Regions from separate parts of the Mus musculus genome. Here all the other regions are linked to region 1. The links are chromatin contacts, called in public HiChIP or PLAC-seq maps. All regions are on one chromosome and are shown on one strand. The core of a region is the stretch at or near the end of the contact, and the rest is flanking DNA. Distances in the headings are between cores, read along the strand shown. Region 1 overlaps Gm34799 (a long non-coding RNA gene). Region 2 overlaps Pacrg (PARK2 co-regulated). Region 3 overlaps Pacrg (PARK2 co-regulated).

Evidence for each region. HiChIP or PLAC-seq counts read pairs in DNA pulled down with a chosen protein or histone mark.
Region 2: an H3K27ac HiChIP or PLAC-seq map of heart atrium shows a contact between it and region 1, with 6 read pairs. The contact joins two enhancer-like sites. A contact is called at or near these places in 2 of 115 datasets of contacts at active chromatin or transcription factors (embryonic stem cells and heart atrium) and 1 of 9 other capture datasets (embryonic stem cells).
Region 3: an H3K27ac HiChIP or PLAC-seq map of cardiomyocytes shows a contact between it and region 1, with 5 times the contacts expected there. The contact joins two enhancer-like sites. A contact is called at or near these places in 2 of 484 Hi-C or Micro-C datasets (bone marrow-derived macrophages and cardiomyocytes) and 4 of 115 datasets of contacts at active chromatin or transcription factors (cardiomyocytes, extraembryonic endoderm stem cells, heart atrium and 1 more).

What each region holds. Positions count from the first base shown.
Region 1 is chr17:9,892,444-9,897,259 of GRCm38.p6, reverse strand. The region is part of intron 1 of Gm34799 (a long non-coding RNA gene); the gene reads left to right. Among named protein-coding and RNA genes, the nearest start is that of Gm34799, 12 kb to the left of the region's middle. Within about 2 kb of position 1,864, at least 62 of the 459 cell types and tissues checked have an H3K27ac peak or open chromatin away from gene starts, as enhancers often do. A contact at or near this core is called in cardiomyocytes and heart atrium, where this site is marked.
Region 2 is chr17:10,412,155-10,416,569 of GRCm38.p6, reverse strand. All of the region lies in intron 4 of Pacrg (PARK2 co-regulated), which reads left to right. Among named protein-coding and RNA genes, the nearest start is that of A230009B12Rik, 42 kb to the left of the region's middle. Within about 2 kb of position 2,474, at least 7 of the 459 cell types and tissues checked have an H3K27ac peak or open chromatin away from gene starts, as enhancers often do. A contact at or near this core is called in heart atrium, where this site is marked.
Region 3 is chr17:10,471,164-10,475,652 of GRCm38.p6, reverse strand. All of the region lies in intron 4 of Pacrg (PARK2 co-regulated), which reads left to right. All of the region lies in intron 1 of A230009B12Rik (RIKEN cDNA A230009B12 gene), which reads right to left. Among named protein-coding and RNA genes, the nearest start is that of A230009B12Rik, 17 kb to the right of the region's middle. Within about 2 kb of position 2,237, at least 15 of the 459 cell types and tissues checked have an H3K27ac peak or open chromatin away from gene starts, as enhancers often do. A contact at or near this core is called in cardiomyocytes and heart atrium, where this site is marked.

The DNA of each region.
Region 1 (4,816 bases), core at 615-3,114:
TGTTGATCCTGTATTTGCAGTGTACTCAGATTGAAAACGGGATGTGTGGTTTGGGCATGCTCAGGACCTTTGCAATCCTGCACCCCTCCCCCCCTAGCACACAGTGTATTTAAGAGTCAAGGACAGCCCCAGAGGCACAAAGATAAAAGTGACAGAATTATTTACCTTCAACCTTTTGTCTGAAATGACAGAACAGGTCCAGTAGCACGGATAATAAATAACCAAGTTGGAATTTACAGTTTTTCAGGTTAACATAACTAAAATGCCCATAATTTAGAGAAAGATTCCTGTGCATTTTTTCCATGTCAGCAGCAACCATGATCCAAATTATAAACTAAAGAATTTAAAAAGCGTCATGTCCAGGCTTTACTGCCCTAACCAATTTCTTGATAGCGTACCCCAAACCATCATGGATGTTTCTCTCAGTAGAATGTCTTTCTTTACTCTCGTATGCAATATTCAGTAGGCTGCACACATTTAATCATGTAAAATCCATAAGAAATTTAAATGCTTTGAAGTTCATATGGCCACACGGAGGCTTATGACTTGGGGCCCTGAGAAGAAATTCCATTTTTGCATGGCAATAAGAGAAAAGATGATGTCGGCTCCAGAGGCTTGGGGCTTCTGTGTGTTACTTCTGGAAACAGAATCCGTCTAGGATATAAAGAAGGCCCTGGGGCCTCTTCCTGTCCCTTCTGTCCTTCCTTTCTTGATCCAGAGACTTCTTTTGCTGTGTGTCCCAGGTGTTCACTGTGAAGGTTCTGAGCCAGAAATGATAAAGCCATAAGAATAAAGGAAGTAGTGGGGTGGGGAGTGGGGTCGGAGGTGGGGAGAATGAAGTCACAAACAAAACTCCAAGGCCTAAGAAAGAGTAAAAATATGGGGTGGGTTTCGAAATGTCACTGAGCACACAAGTCTCAGTTATGTTAAACAGCTAAAATTCATGGTCACACCCCTACACTCTTGCAGAGTGTTCCCAGGAATTTTATTTTTATTTTTTGGTTTTCGAGAGAGGGTTTCTCTGTATAGCCCTGGCTGTCCTGGAACTCACTTTGTAGACCAGGCTGGTTATTTTTAAGAGTCTTAAAATTTAAATGCACAATTACTTTGCTCGTGGAGGAGGTTAACAACCCCCAAATGCCTTTAGCCACATGTTTAAACAAATCCTAATTCATGCTGAGAGACAGAGTTCAAGCAAGACTGAGTGCACAATCCTTACTTAGTCACGTTATTTTGTGTTTTAACAAAGTGCCCTGGACCTGGAGTGTGTAAACCTGTCTAGTCGCTTGGATCTGCCCATCCTAGGCCCCTCTGGGCTTCTCTGAGCTGCGTATGGACCTGATTCCAAGAACCATTTGCCCACGTGACACAGTAGCTCCGCACCCTGAAGCCTTGAGCTGTGTCACTCTGCCACCTCGGAGCCAGGAATGGTGGGTCCTACATGTAGTCACCTGAAGTGTGCCCTCAAATTTTGCCAGCATGTCTGTTGGGCTGATATTTAGAGCACTTTCTATTTGCAATGTGTGAGCTGGACTGACTGTGCGGAACAGTTGCTTGCTTTGAGCCCACAGTTACTACCACGGTGCTGTAAACTTGAAAGACTTATGCTTGGTCGCGTTCCCTCTACTGCACCCCTACCTCCAAGCTGGGTTTGCCCAGCTAGGGACTGGCAAGTGGCAAGCATGCTCTTCACATGAGCTCTGTGGCTATCTCTCCCCTTTATCCAGTGTTGTTATTTGAGTGCCTCGTAATTAGCTGCTAGAAATAGCTCCCATGTGGCCTTGCTTGGGCGAGGTATGCCTGCGGGAGTGAACGTTCCTCTCCTGGCCTCTGTTGAAATCACATTCCCAGGGAAGAGGCGGGGCTGAGAATGAGCCCCAGTGAATGTTGCCCTTGTAGGAGACTGAGTACTTACATTACACAGTGTTCTCTCCACCCTTGACCTCTGCTAGTAGTTCATGGCAAGCACCCAGGGCTCACTCCGAGAATATGAAAAGTCAGTACAAATACAACCCAAGAAAGAGACAATGGCATCTTCACGTAATGTTGATATTTAGTGTGGACAAAGCGATTCACATTCTTAGAATCTTCAGCACAGGATCAACTGGAAACTTGAGCGTAGACTATTTGTTTTATTTATAGACAGAGTTATGGTGTTTCAATAGAGGAATGGCACCCGCCTGACAGCCTCCCCTCATGACTTGCGTCTCGCGCCTGTGTTTTGTGCATTACACGTAAAGCCTCTTAGGGCTGGGAAGGGAATAAGTTGTTCCACTCTCTTGCAAATGTCATCATTCATTAGCCACTTGCACCTGTCTGGTGGCAGTCTCTCTCCCAGTGGGGATGTGAGCCCCTTCTAGAAGCTATCATCCTCTGAAATAAAGCAAGAACGAGAAGCGGCCTGTGTGAACTTTCTACTTTGCAGCTTTGGGCTGGCATGGCTACTTACTTTCTTTCTAATCATTCTTGCTCAGAGTGGTGCCTCCCAAACTCTGAACCAAATATTTTTATTTAGTTACAATTCAAACTGTAAGTAAAGGGCTTTTGATTTTGCAGGGGAGAAAGAGTGGGGGGGTGAAGATAAAAGTATTTGAGGAAAAAGTCATCTAGATCACATGTCTACCAGAATACAGCTTCCTCCAACCACCACCATCACCCTAATTGTAGAAATCGGTTTCGCAAAGTTCAGTCTGTCATCTCAGGAGAACTAATTCATTTCCATTTACCTCTAACTTTACTCTCACGTTTTCTCTTTCCTACATTAGTTTCTTTAATGGAAAACTGGCACTTGTGAGTTATCAACCATTTAGGAAAATCATTAAATCTCTCAGTATTTTTAATGTGAGGCCTATCTTTTGATGTTATTTCATAAAAAATACTCTTTGCTTCCTTGTGTATTACCACACCCACCCCTTTGGATTCGCTTGGTTAGATATAAAATAGCGCACAGGATAAGACCTAATAATAAGATTTTGTCACAGATTATCCTCATGGTAACATTCCTGAACCATGACCACACATTTATGCTGCACTGTCCTAGTGGCCAGGCTATGTGACTGGCTTGTTATTTGTGTAGCCATCTTAACCTTGAACTGTCTTCTAGCATTTCATAGTCTGTGCTGGGGGACAGAGCCCCCTGCTGGAAGTGTTGGGGGCTTGCCTTCGCGCTGGAGCCAAAGACCCCTCCCAAAGACTGGAGTTCAGCAGGCAGCAAGCACAACCAATGTCGTAAAAAGTGTGTGGCTGGCTTCAGTGGACGGTACAAATCAATATAATCTGGATTGTTGGTTCAAAAACATATCCCTTCCTTTTGAAAGCTTTCTGAGAAAGAAAAACATAGGTCCATTTAAACCGATCATCCTTCATTTGGTTCATTAGTGATTCCTAGGAAATTATTCTTTATGTTGATAGTAGTCTTGAATAAAAGGGTTTTCTTATAGGTAAATGCTAGAAATGGTGGATCCAGTATAATGAAGTGTAGCTTTTTAACGTATTTGAGCTTCTCAGGGTTGGCCAAGTGAAACCATTTTCAACTAACACTTTTCTCTCAATTTGTTTGGCTGTGGACTTTTATCTTTTTCCAGTATTCTTTTTTAAAATTACCTGTTGGTGTTTTTTTTTGTTTACTTTTTGTGTGTTCTTGCTTTCTTGATACTTTACATCAGATTTGGAGCCATCCGGGTTTTATGAAGATCATTTCTCCTTAGTGCCCCAGCACATTCTTTAGCAACGTGAAGTTTTGGTAAACATGGCTTAAGAATTGTCCATGTTTTGAGCTCACGGGGAACCAAGTCCTTATTCTGTGTATAGGAGGGCACTGTCACCCAGCTGTGGGGCCCAGCTCCTCCGAGAAAGTCAAGAAGGCACCACTGTGTTCACGATCCTGATGGCTTCCTACTTAAAATGTCTTCTTCCTCGGGGGCTATGGCTAGGCACATAATCACTTTGCAAGCTTGATAACAATAACGGGGAGATTCTCCCTAGAAGGCACGGGAAATGTCACGGGAAGGTGCTATTTCTGCTTGGTTTCTGTTTGAAATATTCGCACAGCTTTGACTGCTCAGATTGTATTTTAGTCTCTAAGCTCCCTTGCCTGACCCAGTCTGGCCATTTCTCTATTGTGGCTTTCTACTTCCTGTATCAATGAAGATGCTTCGATGTATGACCTAGATGTTAGTTCAGAAAGCAAGAATTGACCTGTTCTCTAGTAGCTTTTAGAAGAGAGAGTCCAAGATTGTCCCTCAGCGGGCACGGTTCAATGAGTGTGTCCCCAGCTTTTGTTCTTGCGGGAACCACACAGCTGGCATTCTCTATTGTTTAATTCTGTGAAGCATGGTTAGGGTCAGCACTATTAAGGTCACTCAGAGCCCACAGGGTGGCCTCCCTTACTCCTTCATTCCATAAGGATTCTGGCCTTTAGGAAGCATAAGGCTTCACTCAGAAGATACAACTTACTTCTCAAACCCCCATCTCCTCACTGCCGTAGTCACTGAGACGCAGGAGCAACACCTCTCTGCTGACGCTGGATCCAGGGAGGTCCTCCAGCGCACCACAGGACAGGAGAAGGACAGAGACTCCCAGCAGAACTCCCAGACAAGCCTCCTCTGAAGTCTGTCCCGATTTTTCAGTCTCCCCAGTCAATGTGCATGCTTTCTGCCTGTGGTCCCTGTAGGACAGTGTGATACGCAAATATGGATGAGAGCAAATCTACAAACGTTAGACGTATTAGATGCTTGTTTCTCCCATACTGGAAGCACACCCCATTCTGAAAACAAAACAACTTTCTGTAAAGTTTTTTTGCATGACAAACACTGAC
Region 2 (4,415 bases), core at 1,225-3,724, 520 kb before region 1:
GGAGCCACAGCCATACAGCAAGCCCTTGAGCAGTAGTAAGTCTCGGGCACAGGAGTGTGGGAACAGGGTTCCCCAGTGAAGGATGCTTCTAGGGCTGGGACTGAGCAGAATAGCTCAGGTAGAGGCCATGGACAGTTGAACAACAGTAGATCCCTGCTGAGAGACTGTGAGAAAAGGCCAAGATGACTGGTGAGCCTCGTCTGTGTCTCCACATACATCCTGATGGGGCTTGTAATTGTCCTGATCTGACTTGACAGGTCATGAGGCATAATAACTGCCCAACCGCTGTGCTCATCTGCCAGGCCATTCTATCCTCAGAGCCATGAGCCTGCTCTGCAAGTGACTCTAGGCATGACGGAAGAGTTGGTTCAGACACCCAGGTCAAAGTAGCAATCCGTGTACAGGCAGAGATCTTAATGGTGCTATATGAAGTGGGATTGTATCTTCTCAAGTTGACCTTATCTCAGAGATGGGACAGAGACTCAGGCTCATACCCTCCCCATCTGGACATCTCTCCCTCTTGTTGTCCACATCAGGCAAGGTCCGTCTTCCCCAACCCATCTCATTGTCTTACATAAAATTAGATTTACAGTATGACTATTAACAGCCACTTAGCTATCTCTCCTCAAAAACAATAAAGAAGGGAATCGTTTTGCAGGCACTAAGCCCCCACAGGAATGCCACAAGATGCTATCTGAATAATTTGAGGCCCCCACATCATGGTCATGATGAAAGGAAACTCCACATTTTCCAGTTGATTTGCTAGAATGGCAACTCTCAGAGAGAAGCAGCAATAGAGGAAATAACAATAGCAAAACATGTTCCTGAGATTCGAAAAGTCAAGACTTAGTGATGGCACAGCACAGAACTATTGACTTTCATCTACCCAATCCTGCCTGCCACAGTGGGAAAACAAGGTCATTCACTTAGACACCAGGACTGCCGAGGGTCTGGAGGAAGAGGAGGAAATTACTGAGTATAAGCTTAAGCTAGAAACTATTGACACGTGAAATCCTCCCGTCAGGGACCATGACTACCTGGGCTGCAGACAATCTGCAGCTTAGTGACAGTGTGTCCTGTAGGTGATCACACATGTCCTGACCCCACTGCTCTTGACTCCATCATGATCCAACGCCATGTTTTAACATCACTGTGACCCTCTGAAGTGGTAGAATGAGCCTCTTTTATCAAACACTAGGGTAAAATGTAGACTACACAGTGCTCACTGGGGTCTCTCCCTGCCCATTCAAGAGGAAAGTTACATTATGGATAATCTGCCGTGATGAAGGAGTAGTGTGCATGCAGTTATAATGACCAACATGTTTCAATGGGCTTTGATAGCGCTAAAGACACAACCTGCAGACTCTTACTCCTCACTGCCTCCATCCTGTGGATATAGCATCAAGGCTGTTTCTGTCAGAGCGAATTGGTAGCAGGCTATGCAGGGTCAACAGCAAGTCGGCCTGCATCCTCTTGACTGTCCCCCAAACCATCGTTTTGTTACTGTGCTGTCTCTGTCCCCACTCATCTGGACAGAGTCCTGATTCAGAAAAAAAAGCAACCGGGTATGCTAAACTCAAGAATTTCAGGAGATAAAAATGTAAGCCAGGCAAACAAACATTCTTTTTTCAAAAGTCTCACACGTCAGCATGTTCCACTTATCAGCACTTCCAACAAGCTCTGGTGTCCATTCTTGTGCAAATCCAACTTTGCTCTGGCAAATTAAATGGTCACATATTAATTTTCCTTTACAGTCTCTCTCTCTCTCTCTCTCTCTCTCTCTCTCTGTGTGTGTGTGTGTGTGTGTGTATGTGTGTCTGTCTGTCTGTCTGTCTGTCTGTCTGTCTGTCTGTCTCTGTGTGTCTGTATGCATGCATGTCCTCAAGAAGTTTTGATTAGACTCAGCAGAGCTGCAGACACTGGTGAGTCCAATCAAAACTTTGGACACTGGTGAGTCCGTTGCTATGCAAGCCCCAGACACTTGGTGAATGTCCCTTGCCACATTTAACTTACCTACGTGAAAGCTGATAAAAGTTGATCGCCAGAGCTTTGAAAGATAGTTCAAGGTTATTTTTAACTGAGACACTTAGGAATGGCTAGAGGGTGTTAGCTCTGTCCCGTTTACAGCACTTAGCTCAGTTTAGCACAGCAGATTGCTTTGATTTGTTCATTAAATATATAATTTTTTTGCATTAATTGAGCTCATTTGATGAGAACTATTCCCACTCTATAAAATTTCTGGCTAATGGCTTGGAAATCTATTCAAATTCTGTACTCATAAATTCATTTCAGAACTTTCAAAGAGTAGATCTTTCAGGCAAGCTGAGATGTAGCCCGCATATCCAAGCAAAGCCTAACCTATAGAAAGACTGGGGCAGCACAACACGGCTTCTTCGTGCCAGCACAATCACGGAGAGCATTTATTTAATTTTTTAAAGTAGAACAAATCGTGCATCACACCATACAAGTCTTTAGCTCTGGGCTTTGTGCCTGGAGGCAGGCTGTCACCTGCAGATTCCCTCACACGGCACCCTTATACAGGGTACAAGATGGCTTGGGAGCTGAGATCATTATGTAAATGAACGCTTCTTCTACATTTATTTGTCTGTGTGTGCACATGTGGGTGCACACGTGCTCTCTCTCTCTCTCTCTCTCTCTCTCTCTCACACACACACACACACACACACACACACACGGAAACCCAAGAACAACCACCCAGTTCCATTCCAAAGGTGCCATCTACTTTTTTGCTTTTTATTCTTTTAGGGACAGGGTCTCTCACATGCCTGGGGCTCACAAAGCAGGCTCAGCTGCCTGATGAGCCTCAGGGATCCACCTATATCTCTGTCTCCTCAAGGTCGGAACTGCAAGAGCATGCCACCATACCTGGCTCTTTTGAGTGGGTTCTGGATGGGGCAGGTTGGGAGGATGCTTTGGCCCTCATGCTTGGAAGGATGGACTTTAGCAATGAAGCTCTTTGTCCAGCACTAGACAAAAGTTGTAAGGACCATAACATGTGAAATCAAATTTTGGAGAACTCAGACTACTACTTGATTTGAGAATAGCATCTTTTAGAAAGCCTCAGTTACAGAAAAGAAAACAAAACCACAAGACTAAGAAGTGGTGGTTGTGTTGTGGTGTTGTGTTGAAACGGAAGGTGGTGCTAACCTTTGCCATGCAGGCTCACCTAGACAGTCCACAGGCAGCTAAAATTATCCCAGCAACTTTGCAACATTCCCGAGTAGGCTTCTGTAAGTTCTTCCAAACAAAAAAAGCATTTGTGTTAGTCTTTATCAAGATGACAAGAAATGACCAAGTATCTCCGAGAGAAATTTAATCAAGCTAAACTTAAATATTAATTACAAGCTCCATGCAGATCTAAGTTTTCTGGAGCAAAGGCTGCTAACAAAGTCACTGGGATAATCAAACTTTTCCCTTTGGAAAAGGAGAGATTGTTCAGTGGTTGTTTGGCCTTCTCCTTCCACCTGGAGATTACGCATAGCATGGGAGTGTCCTGCTGAGCATCTCATAGGAAGACCATGGCCTCCCCATCTTCATGAAGACTGGAAAGCTTGAATGTGATTCAGAAAGGTCACCAACACTTGTGACTTTCCTGTGGCCTTCTGTGTCTGTTTTGAAAGCTGTTGAAAGGCCAGTATGCCCCCTTAGAAGGTCCCTACTTCTCAGCTTCCCGCCTGATCCTCTAGGCAAGCCTCGCCAAGCAGCCACAATCTCCCCCATTTACACCAAAAGCCCCAGACGTCCCTCATCTGTGAGTAAGACACATAAACCCTAATAAGTTCTCATAAGGATGAGAAGATTAAATGTGAAACTAACGTTGCAGTTCCCCACGGGTTGACCATGGATCCTCAGCACTGAAAAAAAGTGCTTGAGACCCCTGACTTTGTCATCCTGCTCATGATGAAGGAAAGCGAGCATGACCACCCCTCTCACAGGCATGATGCCATGTGCTGGTGCCCCCCATGGGAGATGCTGGGCAATCCAGCTGCATCGAATCCAGTACCTGCTGGCATCGAGTCCAGTACCTGCTGGCTGCCTTCCTCACCTGGCGCCTCCCTGGAGTCAAGGCGCCTACTCTATGGGGCTGACACCCCGCTGTACTGGGGAGGCAGTGTTCTGCACCCTTCCAGCCCTCCTGTGGTGACAAGTGACACCCCTCTTTCTTCCTTCTCACACATAACAGGGTCCTGCTCTATCCCCCCCTTTCAGTACCATACCATCACCTACGGCTTACGTCACTTTGATTGTCCAACCCGCCTGGACATGGCTTCTCCTTTCCTTGGAGGGAAGAGAGAGTAGTCTTTGGCTCATACAGCTATTGTTTCACAAGACCTTTGCTGCCTAAGAGGCCCTGTGCTCTTGCTGTCGTGACTCCATCCTGAGGCAGCAAGTGC
Region 3 (4,489 bases), core at 988-3,487, 580 kb before region 1:
CAGACAAATGCTCTGCTTGCTTTGCTAATTGCATAGTCAAGATCTCCAATAAATGTAGCACACCCAGGTCAGCTTTGAGAACAGTACCCTGATATGATACATTCCAGCCCAGAGTTCCTCTTTCCCAGCTACTCATCACCTGATGAGTAGGTAAGAGCAGCAGTATCTTTCACACTTAGACCCCCAAGCATCACCAAGAATCTCAGAGCCGAGATGGGAGCCTGGTCCTTTTTCTTATCAGCTTTCAATGTAAGAAACTAATTTCTCCCTACAAAATCAAAATATAAGACTGTCAGGATCCATTATTATCTGCTTTGGAGAGAGTGGATGAATTAATATCCATAATCTTTTTTTCTGCAATAAAAGCAAGAATGGCTGCTCACAGCATCCAATGCCGTAGAATACCAAGTGAGTCTCCAAGTGTCTCAGAAAAGGCAAGCTCTCAATCTGTGGGTACCATATGGAAGCGCCTGAGAAGGAGTTGGGACTCGGGCTGCAAAAGCTGTCGGCATGAGCAAGCATATGGAAGTGGCCTGTTTGGGGCCACAGACCGTAGGCACTGCTTCCATGCCTTCTTGCTGTGTCTAACATGTTGCCACCATCTACACGAACAAAACTTAATCACCCATGTGAATTCATTGTCCTTAAACTGGCAGTGTCCCATTCACACACTGGCTTACATTATGCCGTCCAGCCTAAAAATTAATTTTGCTTTATTTTCCACATAAAGCAAATAGTCTGTATGCAACAGTGCAGTGTCTGCTCTCAGACTAGCTCTGGGCTTTTCACTTTATTCTTATTTTATTTTATCTTCTTGCAACCTGATAAGGTGTGGTCCAAAAAGGAGGTGAAACCAGTATGGATTCATCAATTTTGTCAAAAAAACTCCTGACACATAAGCAAGCACATACTTCATTTAACTATTTCTAGTATGCTGGTTGGCTTAAAGGTGATAGACCTAGTTGGGACTTCGATGTTTTGGGTGTGGCTTCTTAGAATTTTAATGTAGTGCCTCCCAAAAAGAAATGCTAAAACACTGTTCATAATTCCCCAAATCATGTTTTCTTTGTGTAGGAGAAAATGTGAACAATATTGGGAAAAGGTACAGTTCTCTACACAGATGTCATGGGTCTAAATATTATAAATAACCCCCTCAGAGCACATGAGTTAGCTTCTCCTAGAATCGGTGTCACTTCACTGACAAGAGATAGAGAAGCAACACATGCCCCTTCCCAAAAATATCTAGCCAGTGCCTAATGCCAGATTGTCAAGTAGAAAGTCTGTCCAGCAGTGAGACGGAGGTCGTTCTCCTAATCTGTCCTGCATTCCCCTGCACTCTAAAAGGAGATCCACCAGGCCAGGACAGGCAAGTTGGCTCTACACGTAGCTGCAAATAGAAGCAGGGCTCAAGCCATCCATAGCTCGACTCACTTACTAAATAAGGATGAAACAATACCGGGTTCACTTCTCTGACACATTCCCCTGTCTACGACGAGGGCTGGGTGGAGAGAGCAGGGAAGTCCACAGTGCACTATTGTTAGCCTTTATCAAGAAACATGACAAATGACCCTGAAATGGAGCCTCTTATCACCCAAACCTCTCCACAGCCTGCACAAGGAGCAGCTGCAGTCCATCTAACCAGGTTAACATGACAGTTGCCTCACCAAAGAGGTCCAAAGACAGACTTAGGTGGATATGGTTTCAAGTAGCTGTGAGCTGACTCCACATTTTATGTTTCATTAATCAATTCCTCAGTCTATAATAAGAAAAACTAAAAGGGGAGGCTAGCTATGAAGTAGAAATGGAATGATACAAACAACCAATAATTGTTAATATTGATAAGGCTGTGCTCCAGGGATTAGCTAATTTCACGGAAGCAAACAGCACAAAATGAGACGCTGGCCGCACAGTGTTTATTATGAAAGGTATAATGACCATACTGTGTCCCTTCATTTCCTTCACATTGATCTTTTTCATTATGTGTGAATAAATGTACGCTAACCTAAGTAAGGCTCCAGCACATTCAAGCCATCATTCGATATGAAGCAACCCAAAGCAAAGGAAGGACTGAGTTGCAAGTTAGCCATGGAAAAAATGCTCACAACTGTCCCTCCTGTCTAAAACATACAAACACGCCTTCACGTTTCTCATTTAGAGAAAGTCAGAAGTCAGCAGTTAGCAGGGCTGAGGTGGCTGGTTGAAATCAGCAATCCATTCCATGAGAAATGTGCCATGTCCCTGAGCGAAGTCTCCTCTGGCATCCAGCCCACATGCCTATTGGAGGACCTTGGCTCTGCAGCCAGGCCTGAGTCACTCAGTTGTTGGCAAATGTTCCCCATAGGACCACCATCACGGCAGCCATGCTCGCTGAGGTCATTGGTGTCACAGCTCAATCTTCCATGTAGTTTTAAGATCTCATTGAAGATACCAGAGCAGTCGGAGAGGCAGCAAACAGACCCAGAAGAGCAGAGCATGCACACATGGTGTGGAATCTGTCCTGCTTTAGTGGAATACACCTGTGGCGGAATACAGACCTTTCAAAGTACCTGCAAGCGAACCACACAAGAATTTGAGAGAGCTTTGTGCCAATGTTTTGTCTATGGTACAATGGACAGTGCCCTTCAAGAACGGAACACAGTGCCCATGACACAGGAGTCTTCAGTCACTCTTGAATATGAAGAAAAGACAACCCGCTGGAAATATGAGAGACCCCCAGGAAGGGCAGAGCACTTGCTGAGGACTTACCTGTCCTGATCAGGGAGGCTTGAACCCTTCCTAAGGTGGACCGTGTATGCCACAGGGACATGTTGGAGAGAGGACACTGGCTACTACACTTTAAACAGCCATCAAGTGTCCAGATCCCAGTTGTGAGTTGAGTTGGGGCCTCTCAATCAGTGTGTGTGTGTGTGTGTGTGTGTGTGTTCCTCCTTGCACTATGAATAAAGTAATTGGCTTGTGCTCTTGATACAACCTTAAATTTCTGAAAGAAAAAATAAGAATTTCCCCTTATTATAATGACAAAGGAATATTAAATGAACATGAACATCAACTATCTGGATCCTGGACTAGCCACATGGGAAGAGAAGTAATCCATCCCAGGGCAGGTCTCCCAGGCCCGGGAAGTTTTATGCCCCATTTAATCAGACCTTAAAGGGATCCAAAGTTTCATAAAATGTGAAAATGTCTCCCTTTGAGTAAGAGTGACTTAATAAACGTCTCCCTCACTCCACTGGAGTCCTCTTTAAGGATGCTAATTTTTTCCCTCCTGGTCCTATAAGATAGGTTCTAACCAGAGACTGATCCAGTTCTTTTAAATTCCCTTGGCTCAACATGGCCATATGACAGCAACAGTTAGAATTGACCTTTTTCTGACAGAGTTTGAAATTCTCCTCCAGGCAGTGTGGTGATTCTTTAATGTTCATGTGCAAATTACCAACTGCCACACATTTCACAGGAATGTTCCAGAAGCCTGTGTTCATCTGTAGCACTGGTTCAATGAAAACATCCATTCTTGGTTTCAGATGTACTTCCCCAAGATAAAGACACTGTCATAGAGAGTAAGGGGACAGACTCCAGAGGTCTATCAAAGCAGTGTTAATGTTTGTAAAAAGAGAAAACTTGCTATGATTCTCAGCACAATTGCACGTAGCACAATGATCGACAGAAACGTTATCCTTGTATAATATTTCTTACAGCAGTGAGAGGTAGCATCCTCATGTCCCCTGGAAGAGATACCTTGTAAAGCAGTTCAAATGCTTGAATATCTTGGCTTTGCAGTCCTCCCAAGCTTGGTCCAAAATTACAAAAACTAAGGAAATATCTGCCATAAACCTGGGAAAGGCATGTATATGCACTGTTCTGGTCCCCAACAATTAGTCCAAAGCCACCAGGTGGGCTGGCAGTCAGGATCTCCATGTAGTATAGAGCACTGTGGTAACATAGCGAGGGATTTCAGAGGGCATGTGTGTGGTAAGAAAGCAGTACCATGCATGACTCTGTGATGGACATTAACACACTGGAGGCAAGAGCATCAAATATGGCACATTAGAATGCAGAAAGACAGAAAATCAGAACAAACCTTGTCACGCTGGCCTGGACCTGGGGATACTGGGTACTGGTGTGCACTCATGATTTGTAATGCACATACAGAAATAAGCATGGCTATCACTATGTCCATGTCTTGCCTCTGCCCCGAGAGAACCTAGGGTCAGAAAATGCAGTAGCAGTGAGCACATCTAGTAACTGGATTTTTGGCCTCCAAGTACCATCTTCTCCACAAAAGGACTAGTGTTCCTTGGAGAAATGTTTGGAGTATGACCCAGGCAGGAAAAGCCCAGGGAGAATCTAGACTAGAGCATGCCCAGATGAGGGAAAGCGCTTAGAGAGCAGCAGGGAAGTGGAGAGCAAGAGACAAGGTGCCAGCCTGTGGCACTTTGTATGAGAACGGCCAGCACACATGTCTGAATGCTTGCTTCGCAGTTGCTAGAAC